Linked DNA regions of Mus musculus: region 1 is linked to region 2. A link is a contact called in public HiChIP or PLAC-seq data. All regions are on one chromosome and are shown on one strand. The core of a region is the stretch at or near the end of the contact, and the rest is flanking DNA. Distances in the headings are between cores, read along the strand shown. Region 1 holds the start of Mesd (mesoderm development LRP chaperone). Region 2 overlaps Efl1 (elongation factor like GTPase 1).

Region 1 (6,737 bases), core at 509-3,008, 1.2 Mb before region 2:
GTTCTTGGACCTTCATATGCATGCTGAGGTACATATATAGGCACAGAGATCTCTACTAGACCACATTCACAAGTGTGTTTGTATTAAATGCAGGGAATGTTATTCTGTTGGTCTCTGCTGTTCAGCTCAGTACACATCTCTCTAATAGACTAGAATACTCTCCTGTCCTGTCTAAAATCAAACCTGCTCCCTGTTGCCCTCTGACATTCCCACACAACACTTCCTCTTTATAAGATCCAACCATTTCTGTTTCTGTTTACGAGGGTTATTTCCTACCCCCTTGTTCTGACAGATGTCTTGCTCATCTCTGTGACCTCCTCTTCCTCGGGGTCTGAGCACTGTCCATGGCTAGGCCTCTCACAAGGCAAGGTTCACTTTAGCAGGTTAAAAGGCATTATTTACTAGAGTCCAAAAAGGACAGTTGGAAATTGAAAGGAGTCATACCCACTCAAATCTACTCCAAATTTTCTTTCCAGAATCTCACAGTGGAGCCCAAACCAGTTTGAAATTTACTATGTAGCCCAGGTTTAACTAAGGCTAGCCTCCTCCACTAGTCTCTTAAGTGCTGGAATTACAACCTTGCACTACCATGGCCCCACTACTCCAATTCTTCTGTTGGGTACAGAGAACAACAACAGGAGTCCCCCCTTTTTAAGTCAAATCCAACAGGTGGATATTTTAAATGTATGCCCAAAAGTCTTACCTCCTTCCAACAATATAGTTAGCCACAAGTTAAAAAAAAAATCAGCATTGGAAACAAACTCTGAAAAGTTCTCTGGCAGAGAACCTTACACAGTGAATATAGCTATGTGTGTGATTCCTTTCCATCAGCTGTGCCAATCAAATACGACAGTACAATCAAGGGCTGCAGTGTACTTTTGATCAGGAATCCCTCCTTAGAACCTTTTGCATACCCCAAATGCAATCAAGTAACAGACCAGAATTCGGCCTCTCACAAAACAAGTCCACTACTCCCATCAATGAAAAACCTGAGTTGCATATGAGATATGCCTTAGTTCCCTTTACCAGTAAAATAAACCCACCCAAGAAATTACAAAAGCCCCAGCAGGAATATACACCAAAAGAAGTCGGAAACCCTCTATATTTGGAAAGATCTCTATCAAAGCTAAAAAAAAGTTGAGAGACCACCTTTAGAACCCATTCACTCCAGAACAGGAGGAGGAAGGAGGGAATGCTCTTCAGGAGCGCTCGCTCCCTGTTCGCGGCTCACAAACCACCAAGATCAATGTAGAGACCCCTGCGACATAGCAAGGAAAGTAGGGCTTGACTGGTGAGAGTCCAAGTGCTGACTGGAGTGGCTGAGGAGCCATGATAGCGAAAGACACTGGGCGAGAGGCCTGAGCCGTGGTGGAATGAAGAGAGACGCGGGAGTCAACGGGTACTGGGAGACATTTCAAGAAAGACCCTCAGAGGGCAGCGAGCGGGATCAGGGGACAAAAGTCAGAAGGTCAAATGTCCGAGAGGGTAAGGGTTAGGAGAAAAGGGATCTGTATGGGAGATGCTCAGAAGTGTGCAGGCGACACAGACCTCCCACTGCTCCAGAAGTCGCGCCATGTCGGCATCGTTGTAATCGCGGATGTCCTTCTTTTTCCGTGGAGGTGGGGTGGCCTCGCCCGGAGTGTCCGCCGCGTAGGCATTAGGAGGAGGGAGCAACAGAAGGTCCGAGGCACACAGAAACAGTAGAACCGCGCGCAGCCACCTGGAGGCAGCCATGTTAGCAGCCTAGCGTAACGGACTGCCCAGCGTAAGGCACAATGAGCCTGCGCAGACAGCGTGCGGAGTCCGGACGCCGGGGCCTCGCCCCCACCCCGCCCCCGGCCTTCCAATCCAGTCCCTAAGCGTGTTCTGCGCAGAACTAAACCCAGTACTTGACCCCGTCCCACCCTCGCGGACTCAAGTCCCAATGGCTCCGCCTCCGAGGAGTCCGTAGCCTACCGCACCCCGCCTCGTTCTGGTTCCTCCTGTCCGGACCTCATCCGGTAGCTCCGACCCCCTTGGCTCCGCCCACAACTGCATTCCCTTGGGGCTCCCAACCTCAGGCTCCTCCCCGTCATCGAGCCTTTCACCACTTGACTCCACCCCTCAGCCACGGTCTCCTGACTCCGCCCCTAGGGTACCGCCTCCTCACCAGACTCCGCCCCATAGCTCTGGGAGCTCACCTGGCTGGGGACCAAGGGTTCTTCCTCCTGGTTCCTCCCCTTGCCAGGCTCCGCCCCGCGAGCTCCGCCCCTTGGCCTGGCCAAACAATCTACTCTAGCTGGGTCCTGCCCAACTGTGCTTTCTCCACTATTTGGGGGTTTTGTTAGAAGTCAGCCCTTTTGTCTCTCATTCTCTAGCCAGGGTCTGAAAGTTCCCTCAGGGTTTCAGTGACAGAGTCCTCGAAGCCTATGAAATGAATGAGTTGGAAGATATGCAAACTACCTTGACCCTGAGGCCCTTTTCAGGGTGTTGACATTCAACTACGCTCCCTAGTAATTTCTAGCAAGAACAAACCGCCTGCTGAAAAGCTAAGGACAGCTAGGGCAACTTTTCTCGAAGACTGTAATTATAGGGTCTATTGTTATTCTGCTCCACGGATGATTTTCGACCCACCATTCTTTCAATATCACTGTCAATTAAACTGGAAAAAAAAACCCATTTAATTGATAACCATTTTTATTGTTTAAAATAGTTCCTGTCTCTTCTGATTTTCATCTACCACTGTGGCTTTAACCTATAGGACAAAACCACCCTAATTTTATTTTCTATTTTACAAGATTTTGACCACTAAGATCTTCAAAATTAAAATACTTGGGGTCAGAGATACTTTAAAGTTTCCTAAGCTTTAAGTGGCAGATCTGATTTCTTTAAAATTTCAAATTATATCATAAGACATGAAACCTTGGTGTAGTTGGAAAATATTCAAAAACTATACCTTAAGTACTGACCCCAAAGTGCCACATAATGCATACAATTTATTTCTATATTTACAAATGTATCTCAAGAATGGGTTTTCAATGTTTATATCAGCATACTGTGTTAATTACTAAGCATACTTGGGTTCTTTTTTTTTTTTTTTTTTTTTTTTTTTTGGTTTTTGCGAGACAGGGTTTCTCTTTATAGCCCTGGCTGTCCTGGAACTCACTTTGTAGACCAGGCTGGCCTCAAACTCAGAAATCTGCCTGCCTCTGCCTCCTGAGTGCTGTGATTAAAGGCGTGCGCCACCACGCCTGGCCTTGGGTTCTTGAGTGTTTCATTCCTTTACTGTTTTTTAGTTTTTGGTTTTTTGCTTTGTGGGTGTTTTTTGTCTTGTTTGTTTTCTCAAGACTGGGTTTCCCTGGCTAACCTGGAACTCACTCTGTAAACCAAGCTGACCTAGAATTCAGAGGTCTGCCTGACTCTGCCTCCCAAGTGTTGGATTGGAGGCATGTGCCACCACAACCATTCTTCACTAGTACACCAGTGTTTTTGTTTTTTCTCTCATGGTCATTATTATATTACTATTTTCCCTGTCTTTTTCTCTATACTTTGGATGGATATCGTTAATAGGTTTCATATAGTGCAAATCCTTTACAAAATGTTTAAGTAAAAGTCTTTCTTATGACTGATACTTCTTTCTCAGAAGTGGGTGGAAATTGAGTGTTAAGAATGTCCTGGGTTCAGCTGGGCATGGTGGCACACGCCTTTAGTCCCAGCACTTGGGAGGAGGCCGAGGCAGGCGGATTTCTGAGTTCGAGGCCAGCCTGGTCTACAAAGTAAGTTCCAGGACAGCCAGGGCTACACAGAGAAACCCTGTCTCAAAAAAAAAAAAAAAAAAAAAAAAAAAAAAAGGAGTGTCCTACCTTATCCAGCCTTCTTTGTCATATGGCCCCATCACAAAGGTCTGGAGTTTCTATCCTCAAGGTCATCAAAAGTTCCAGGATGGCTATTGGTACTCCAACCATCAGATGGCATTCCAATCAAAGGAAATGGGAAATAAGTCAAGCTGAGGGACGAGCATCCTATTAGGGAATTGTGCACAGCCTTTCTGGTCTCATTGAGCTACCTCTCTGAGAGGGACTGGGAGTAATTATTTAGCTGTCTTTGCTACCATCTCAAATAAATTTAGGCTTGTTAGGAAAAGCATAAAGTGGAGGTTAAGAAAAGAGCTAACTAGCAACGTGAGCCTTATTGACCTTCACTCTAAGGTCAAATGTGGTGTGCATTTATTCCCACTGTAGTAACGTAGCTGATTTTTTCCATATTCATACATGGATATGAATAAACACAAGGACATTTTCTGTTGACGTTATACAGAAACAACTCATAAGAAAAGAAAAAGAACTTTTTTCTCTTCTTTTTTGAAATCATAAGGGAAATGTCATGAGCCTTCTCCCAGGGGCACATTGCTCCACCCCGTGGCTTGGAGCTCTGTCCTGGCACAGTCATGCTAAAAAACATGCACAGCTGTGGCAGATCATGTGCTCTGCAGGGCGGGGTCACCCTGGTCATTCATTCTGCCAACTGCCAAGGTAAGGTTTAGAAAAAAAAAAAATGCTGGTTTTCTTGGCCTGAAATATCTAGTTACAGAAAAATAAAAAGGTTTTTCTTTTCTTTTCTTTTTTAAGTATTGTACCACAATTGTTAAAACAAGTCAGAAGTTCCAGGGCTACTGACTGTCATCTGAGGAGGAAACACATCTGGCTCCCACTCCATTGATCTGAAAACATTTGGAGCAACTACATTTTCAACATTTGACAGACTAAGTATATTTTGGTGTTTTGGAACACTGAAGAACCTTCTTTGTCTAATGACTTACTGTTAGGCAGGTGAGACATTGACAGGAAGGTGAACTTGAAGTCCTTGGTATCATACAGGAGGGTTTGCAATAGCAGACGGGCTAAGCCATCTACAGTACACGCTACAGATTCCAGGTTAGGAGCTAAAGGGGCCATGGTAGTAAATGTCTGTACTTAGTCTGTACTTATTTCTTCTCTCTCTCTCTCTCTCTCTCTCTCTCTCTCTCTCTCTCTCTCTCTCTTTCTGTGATATTCATGTGAAGGCCAGAGATTAATATCTAGTGTCTCCCTTCACTGTTTTCCACTTAGTAATATAATAAAGCAGGTTATTTTCTTTGAACCGGGAGTTTACCATTTCTACTCATCTGGCTAGATAGCTTACTACAGAGATTTCCTTTCCTGTCTCCTTGAGGGCTGGTCCACCCAGCTTTATGTAGATCCTAGGAACCCAAACTTTGATCCCCATACTTGCTCAGCAAGGGCTTTACCCACTGAGCCATCTCCCCAGATCTTGCCCCTATGTTTGTTTTAAGTGTTGGAATTATTCAAATGTGGTCAGATATATGGTATAGCCATGGAATGAAAATATGGACCCAGGAATCCAGGACACTTTCTTCCCTGATGTCTACCATGGCACCACCAGCGAGGCTTACAGCATAACAACACTAGTAGCCATATAGAAAATAGTTTCAAGGTCTAGCTAGAGCCAGGAGAACTCAGATGGCCCTGGAATTTGAACCAGGTCTGAGGCAGTGCAGTATAGAGCTGTTGAAGAGGGGCTGGACATAAAACTGTGTTCAGTGCCTAAACGAGGGGCCAGGCTCTGAGTTAAATACTCAGGCCAAAGTGCATCCTAAGTTTAATGAGAACATGAGCCTGGGTTCATGCTGGCCTACATTCTCCACAGCTAAGGAGTGAGAACAACACCTTCTAACACTACCTGAAACCTTGCATGAGCAATATCCAAAACCTGAATGACACTGTCATCAATGAGCCCTAGGACCTGGTAGGAGCCAAACATTAACCCTTTAAGAATCGAATTATAGGGGGCTGAAGAGATAGCTTAATGGTTAAGAGCACTGACTGCTCTTTTGAAGGTCCTGAGTTCAAATCCCAGCAACCACATGGTGGCTCACAACCATCCGTAATGAGATCTGATGCCCTCTTCTGGGGTGTCTGAAGACAGCTACTTACATATAATCTTTAAAATAAAAAGAACCGAATTGTGGGACAGTCTGACAAATGGATTCTATTAACACTGTCTGGCGACTATACAAGGCACTCGGATGGGGGCATAGATACTGCCTCTGTTCTTCACAGGTTAACAGAATTGTGGAGGGAGCAAAGCTAGTAGTCCCAAACAGTATGGCAATGGCCTCAACCAGGTTCTGCAAACAGCACAGTAGAAATGAGGGACAGCCATGCCCAAGTGTGTCTAAAGGTCCAGAGAAGCTGCGTGTGAGGCAGCAACAGCCTGAGTTAATCTGTAAGTACTGACCACCAGGTATCATCGTGACCAGGAATGGTTAGTGTTGGCTGCCTATGGTCCCTAAGTCCTGGGATTCATATTTTTTCCCACTGGCTGGTGGAATAGGCTATGAAACGATCATCTTGTGCAAGCAGCCTTACTATGGTACCAGTGAGGCTTATAGCAATAGTAACATCATAGGATACCCTGGGAAACAATTGGAGGAAATCCTCACTCTCCTAGATACTAGAAGCTGAATACTCCAGCATTTGTGTCAGTGTCTTCACTGGGCCTGTGCACAGCTTCCTTGCTCACTATAGAAGCAACAGAGAAGATAAGAAACTGAAAGCCAAAGTCTTGCCCCAAGTGTGTTACTGGACAGGATCAGGATGTGTCAGAGGGCTAGAGAATATACCAACTATGGAGGATAGTCTTATTCCATGGTGATTCTGCACTCTAGCCAGTAAGGAGCTCTTATGTACCAACTGTGA
Region 2 (6,346 bases), core at 261-2,760:
TCCTAGGCATTCTCGTTGTAGGCCAAGCAACAAATTAAAATAACAAAATCTTTTTTCTTATGTGCCTGGCCACTGAGAAAAAAGTCCATCTGAAATTCTTTATGGTAGAAATCTCTCGATTCCTGCTAATGGGGTTATGGGAAACACTCTGCCATACCCTTCACTTTAGGGTGGTTTGAGGAAACTGTCTGAACCAAGTTGTCTCCAGTACCTGGCTAAAGGCTGCTCTGTGGACTAAGTAGTCCTCTTCCAAAACATGGCAGGTGACCATAGATGCTCATGAAAGCTCAGGAGAAAACGTCCCTCAGCAAGAGAAAAATTCACCTTTCAGGTAGAGATCTGAACTTCATGGAAGCACCTTGTTTATATTTCAGTGTATTAGAAAAGGAAGACTGAATCTAACTGACCAAAAGTAGCAGCAACACAAGCAGAAACTGAGTTATCTGACGCACACTTCTGAAGACAGAAGAGTCACAACTATATACATAAATTACGCAGCCCCTGCAGAGTGCCTGACTACAGGTCTTCCTCCATATTACCCCTGTCTGTGTTTTAAATCAATGTGAAAGGCTAGGTTATACAAGTAATAGAGTGCCCTCTGTAGTCTGAGTCTGGCGGATCTCTTAAGGGCGCATCCTTAGCTTGGATAGGAGATAGCAGAAGCCTTCCGAGGTGGGGCCCAGTGGTAAGTCTTAGGTCACCCAGTGCCCTCCAAGGGGCGAGCAGGACTCTAGTCTCTTCCTTTCTCTCTCACTTCCTAGTGAGATATTTCCTCTGCTACACGGTCCATCTACAGTATGCTATCTCAACCACAGGCAAACAAGCCTGGGCCAAAACCTCCACATTCCTGAGCCAAAATAAACCTTTCTTCTTTATGTGAATTATTTCAGGTATTTGGTAACTACAACAGAATGCAAATACAGCTTATTTGGTAGATTATAAGGCATAAGACACACTATCTTCTATCTGTGGAATACTGTATTAAATATGTTTATATATAGTATAAATGTCTTAAATATAGGAATGGTTTTCCCAATTTGTAACAGAAATCTTCAAGTAGTGTTTGAAACACATCCCTGCTGCTGCACTCAGGGTCAGTAAGTTCTATGCCCTTTTTTCTCAGGCATTCTGGAGTGGGAAGATGGAGCAAGACAATGGGGGTCATCCTCATGAGCAGCTCACCATAAGAGGAATGGTGTAGACTCAGAGTCTCAAATGAGGGTTTGGTAGGAAGAGATTAATGACTTAGGAGTAATGAACAAAGTAGGCTTTCCTCTGGCTGCAACCCATCCAAAAGCTTTCTCTGGATCTGCCTCCAACCTGAAACAAACTGGACCATGCAATGCTGCCCATGGTTTACTTCATTCACTTTCTTTCTTTTTGTTTTGTTTTTTGGTTTTTTTTTTCAGTATAATTTCAGTCCACACCAGCTATCAGGACTGTGGCCACATCCTGGACTTTCACATCATAGAGAACAGCCCTCCCTTTGTTGGTCTGTTGTGGCTGTAGTAAACAGAGCAGCTGTACTTCCACACTACCATGAGTCATTACTTGCTGATGACTCAACTCTGCTACACCACCCTGGAAGGGGAGTCGGACATTAATGTCCAATCCTCTTGCAAACGTCACCTTGCCAGTGTGTGCCATTATTGTAACATGCTGGGCCTATCAGAGTAGTTGAGAGAATAATCGTAGTAGGAAACCTGGGCCAGAGAGAAGAATGCAGCAAGAACTCAAGTTGAAAAGAACTGTGTACATACATAATTGTGTTTAGAGGCCAAAGCTGGAGGAAGATAGACACAGATGGAAAGATGCTAAGTGGGGCCTGAATCCAGAACACATGTCTTTTCTAAAGACAGAAGACAGGCAAAGATGTCATAGTTACAGTTTAAGGGACGGTGGCAGACAGCTAAGACTTCTTTTCTGCAAGAAAGAAAACAGCAATGTCTGCTGAGTCTGGAAAGGGGTTTGAGGGGTATGTCAAAGACTGCCAAGAGGTTTCAAATAGCTGTTGGGGAGAATGAGCAAAACCTCGTCCATAGGAAAGCAGTGGAAAGCTGGCCTATATAAGGCTGAAGAGGGAGAAGTGTAGGGAACGAACTTCATCAGGATGGAGTTTTGCTGGAGGAAGTGCTAGAGGGTCAAGGAAGCATAAACAATGTTGGACGAAGATGTTGGGAAAACAGATGGTCAAGGGACATCCCTGTGCTGTAGAAGGCACAGATCAAGTAAAGGAGGCTAATGGGGCCCAGAAAGCTCAGACTCTTATGAAATAAAGAGGTGGTATTTCAGCATGTGGGCAGAAGAGCAGGGGAAAGCAAAGCCAGTAAAGAAGGGCGCAGTGAAATCTGACTGTTCTTACTACTGACTGAGTTCTTACTACCGTTTTTACTCCTCAGCTGGTCACGTGTGGAACTTTCTGTTGTTCCCAAGATGAGATCTATGTAATCCAGGCTACTCTCAGAATCAGAGGCCGAAACAATCCTCCTTATAGATGCCTGAGTAGGTGGGAGAAGTGCATGATCCTACCAGGCTCAACAGCAAGTATTTAAATTTGAAATGCTAAATAGCATAGTTACTGAAAGGTCAACCCATAAGAGAAGTCATTTTAGGGATGGTAAAAGCTATGTTGGAGAGTTGGGAACAAGCAAAACAAACAAACAAACAAACAAAAACAAAACAAAACCTTATTCTAAGTATACCATTTTGTTTTCAGAAACTAAATCCAAGGTCCCAGGCACTAAGTCGGCTGAGGACTTCCCTACAGCAGAACAGCTTCTGTTGTAAACAGTTGTCTGAGTCCAAACATCTCAGGGACAACTTATGAGGAGACAGTTGTGAGTCCAAACATCTCAGGGACAACTTCCTCATCTTGATGGCAGAGCCAAAGAAGTTGGTCATGTTCCCAAGCCTACGAATGAACAACTATCCCACTTCTCCAAATGTTTTAACTGTCCGTTAATTGGTAAAGAATATAGAAAGTGCTGTTATCTAAACCAAGGTGCATAAGTTATAAAAATATATAACTAATTGCCTGTTATGCCCACTACAAGCAGCTGACTCATTCATTCCTTTGTCCCCGTATGACTCTGAACTCCTAATGTCTAGGAGAATGATTTAAGCCAGGTGGCCCGGAGATGGCCCAGTCTCCAACGGGTACTCCCTAGCTTCACCCATAACGTCAGCTCCTCCTTGCTCTGTATTCCTATTCTTTGCAATAAAACAGAGATGCTCCTCGGCGGCAAGGTTCACATCTCGAAATGGCTGCCTCCCTGAAAGCTCAAAAAATAAAACTTTTGTTTTAAAGCTTCTGTCTCTCAAGTGAGTTTTCTTGGCTCCCTTCCTGGACCCAACAGGAGAAGTCACATGTAAGAGAAAATCAGAAGTCAAGTGTCGAAATCCTCTGGGAGCCTCATCAGGAGTTCATAATACTAAAGAAAAGGAGCAACTGAATGGCACGAGTCTTGAAGGAATTTAAAATAGGACAGAACTAGCACTGGATTAAGACTCTGGGTAAGAAGGCAACCCCATGTCCTAATTCAGACATAAGAAACACGAAAGAAACATAAGGAACGAAGTGCGGTCAGAACGAGGAAGAGGGAAGATCATTAGTGATGTTGAGGGTGTGCTGATGTTTGCCTTGGAAAGTCTGCAGAGGAAGTTTTGGTAAAAAAGGAATTGGAGGAGGTTCAGGGAGGTGTTAGAATCACAAAGGAATATGGAAAAGCCACCCGGAGAGGCCAGACCATGTGGCTTACATCTTGGGCAATGACCAAAGACAACAGTGATGTGGGTAACACTGGCCATAACATGTCCAGGAGTAATCCCGGTAAATCTGTGGTGGAAAGAAACGAAGCTTCAGGAAGAATTAGTCGGAGCCTGGTCCAGCTTCCCACAGACTCCCCATCCAAGTGAACAGGCTGGAAATGGAATTATTTGGCCTGCTACTGTATTCTAGAAACTACTGTCCTTAACCTCCAAAGTCCAGTTTGCACATAAGTAAAATAAGGATGACCGTCTCAGGGGTGCCGGGAGGATTAAACAAAGCCATGCATGGGGCGTTCAACCACCAAGTTTTATCTTAAGCCTGGCATCAACCGCATGCTTCACAAAATGGAAAAAAGAAAAAGAAAAAAGAAGCCATTGTCTTAAGAGGGGGAATTAAATCTGATTTTTCAGTCAAAATGCACAAAAAGGGACTCCTTCCCTCCTAGACTAACTGATAGGCAGGAGGAAAGGGGAGCCTGTGGGTCTTGTGTCGATGGAGGTGAGTGGGGTGTCGATTCCCTGTGGTTCAGTCTCTGAAGACAGGAAGAGCCAAAAGACAGAAGCCATCATGGGTGGGAATTCTGAACCTGCTCACCACACTTACCCAGAAAAAACAACCTGCACCTGGGCCTTGTTGCAGAACGCTGCTGGGTCTCCCATCTCTCCAGTCTAAGTCAATCCTGGCACAGATGGCTGCCACTTGGGTGAACCCCAGGTGTCCCATATAATCAAGTTGCTTGCATTTACAAAGAACAACACTTATGCATTAAACTCTACTGCAATTTATTCTGCAGAGAGTTTTAGACGTTATAAAAAATTACCAACTCTTGTAAATGAATATTCTCATACGTAATCAGTCAATGAAGCTGAAATGGTACTGGCCCCTAGTCCATCAGCCCCACCCAGACTGTCTCAGTCAGTGATGTAAACACCAATATCAGCCCAGAACCAATAAAATCATAAGTAACAATGATACCTGACTAATGTTGGAAGCCATGAACTGTGTGTGGAGAAAGTAAGTTATATATTTACTTCATTGTATACACACGGGTACACATAAAATTCTGGCAGATTAAATATAAAAACTGAAAAAAAAGTAAAATTAACAGTGATTTGTATTCCATATTTGTATTTTACCTAATATCCTATAAGAAAACATACTATCTATTATTACAAAAAAAGACAAACTTGTAAATTTATTTAAAATATTTTAAAAGACTGTGTAAGAAATGCAAATGTTTTGCAGTGGCAATATTTCCTCACAGATATTCAAAAGGACTCTAAAATAGAAATGTCAACAATATGCCTTAAAAGGCTACTCAAAGATTAGTCCATGAATTTCAAATTGTTTTAATTTTGAAGATGGATATGATATGAGCATTCTAAAAGATTTCCAGGCACTGTGTCTATGAGGATGTTGAAGAGCAGTGGTTCTCAGCCTGTAGGTCACAACCCTTTTGGGGGTCAAATGATCCTTTCACAGGAGTTGTCTAAGACAACTGGAAAACACAGATGTTTACATTACAATTCCTAGCCATAGCAAAATTTCAGTTATGGAAATAACAACAAAAACAATGTTGTGGTTGGGGTCAGCACAACATGAAGAACTATATTTACAGGTCACTGCATTAGGGAGGTTGGGAACCACTGCTGTAGAGTTTTTGCAAATTCTTGAAATGACAAGATACATCAATAGTATCTTAGTATAAGGGACATGAGTGATGGATAAGAAACAGAATATAATTCCAGTATTTACAACAAGTGCTGGCATAACTATGTACTAGACTTCATTTTCCACAGAATAACTGGACCTCTGGAAGATGCAAGACATGAAATCACTCTGATGGCTTTCAATCATTTCTAGATTGTTCCAAGAATGTTGTAAGCTTGTCCTTTTAAACTCAAATAAGACTTTCTATTTCAATCAAAGGAAAGTATAAAAAACAAAATAAAACAAAAAAAACCAGAACACATTTCATAAAGCGTCAGGCCAATAGAAAGGAACTGGCATTTCATAAAAGTTTCTCAACTAAGAAGGCAATCAAATGGGATGGAAAGGTGATAAAAGCAACCCATGGAGGCTCTTTAAGCACAGCATCTCGTTTCCCTCCACCTAGGTTCTTCTTTAGGCTGTCCCACCTTTATAGCATGAAATACCACTCTGGAGACTCAGTTCTCAACTACAGGGAGGAAATGCATTCAGTTCTGAGAAAATGTCAGTCAGCATTCCTAACCAATGTGGTTGCTTAGGAAAATTAAATTTTGTGTTATTAAATATGGTGAGTCCTGGCTTAAAGTCCCTTCTGGTTATCAGTCAACGCTCACAGAGAAACGTGTTTGATATTTATTGACTCCAATTCTTATCGGTATGACTAGATGCCCAGCCAACTGAAGAAAACCAATCCACAGGTGCAAGCTCTGCAAGGGACTCTCGCACAAAAAGAAAAGCTCAATCACTCTTAAGTCTGTAAATGTTCGGAAACACGAGAAAACAAAGTAGTAAGCAACAGAAAGGAGGTACAGGGACAGTGAGTGTGGGGACAAGGAGTCAGACACAGGTAAGTAGAAGGAGGAGACT

Evidence for each region. HiChIP or PLAC-seq counts read pairs in DNA pulled down with a chosen protein or histone mark.
Region 1: a FOXA1 HiChIP or PLAC-seq map of pancreatic cancer cells shows a contact between it and region 2. The contact joins the promoter of Mesd here to the enhancer-like site in region 2. A contact is called at or near these places in 1 of 39 promoter capture datasets (embryonic stem cells), 3 of 484 Hi-C or Micro-C datasets (CD4 T cells, CD8 T cells and myeloid progenitors), 12 of 115 datasets of contacts at active chromatin or transcription factors (astrocytes, bone marrow-derived macrophages, cardiomyocytes and 9 more) and 2 of 9 other capture datasets (embryonic stem cells and macrophages).

The regions. Positions count from the first base shown.
Region 1 is chr7:83,887,287-83,894,023 of GRCm38.p6, reverse strand. It overlaps Mesd (mesoderm development LRP chaperone), which reads right to left and starts at 1,758. Exons shown (of 3, transcript NM_023403.4): 1 at 1,549-1,758. The coding sequence starts at 1,734.
Region 2 is chr7:82,660,010-82,666,355 of GRCm38.p6, reverse strand. The region is part of intron 4 of Efl1 (elongation factor like GTPase 1); the gene reads right to left. Among named protein-coding and RNA genes, the nearest start is that of Efl1, 15 kb to the right of the region's middle. Within about 2 kb of position 1,510, at least 71 of the 459 cell types and tissues checked have an H3K27ac peak or open chromatin away from gene starts, as enhancers often do. A contact at or near this core is called in pancreatic cancer cells, where this site is marked.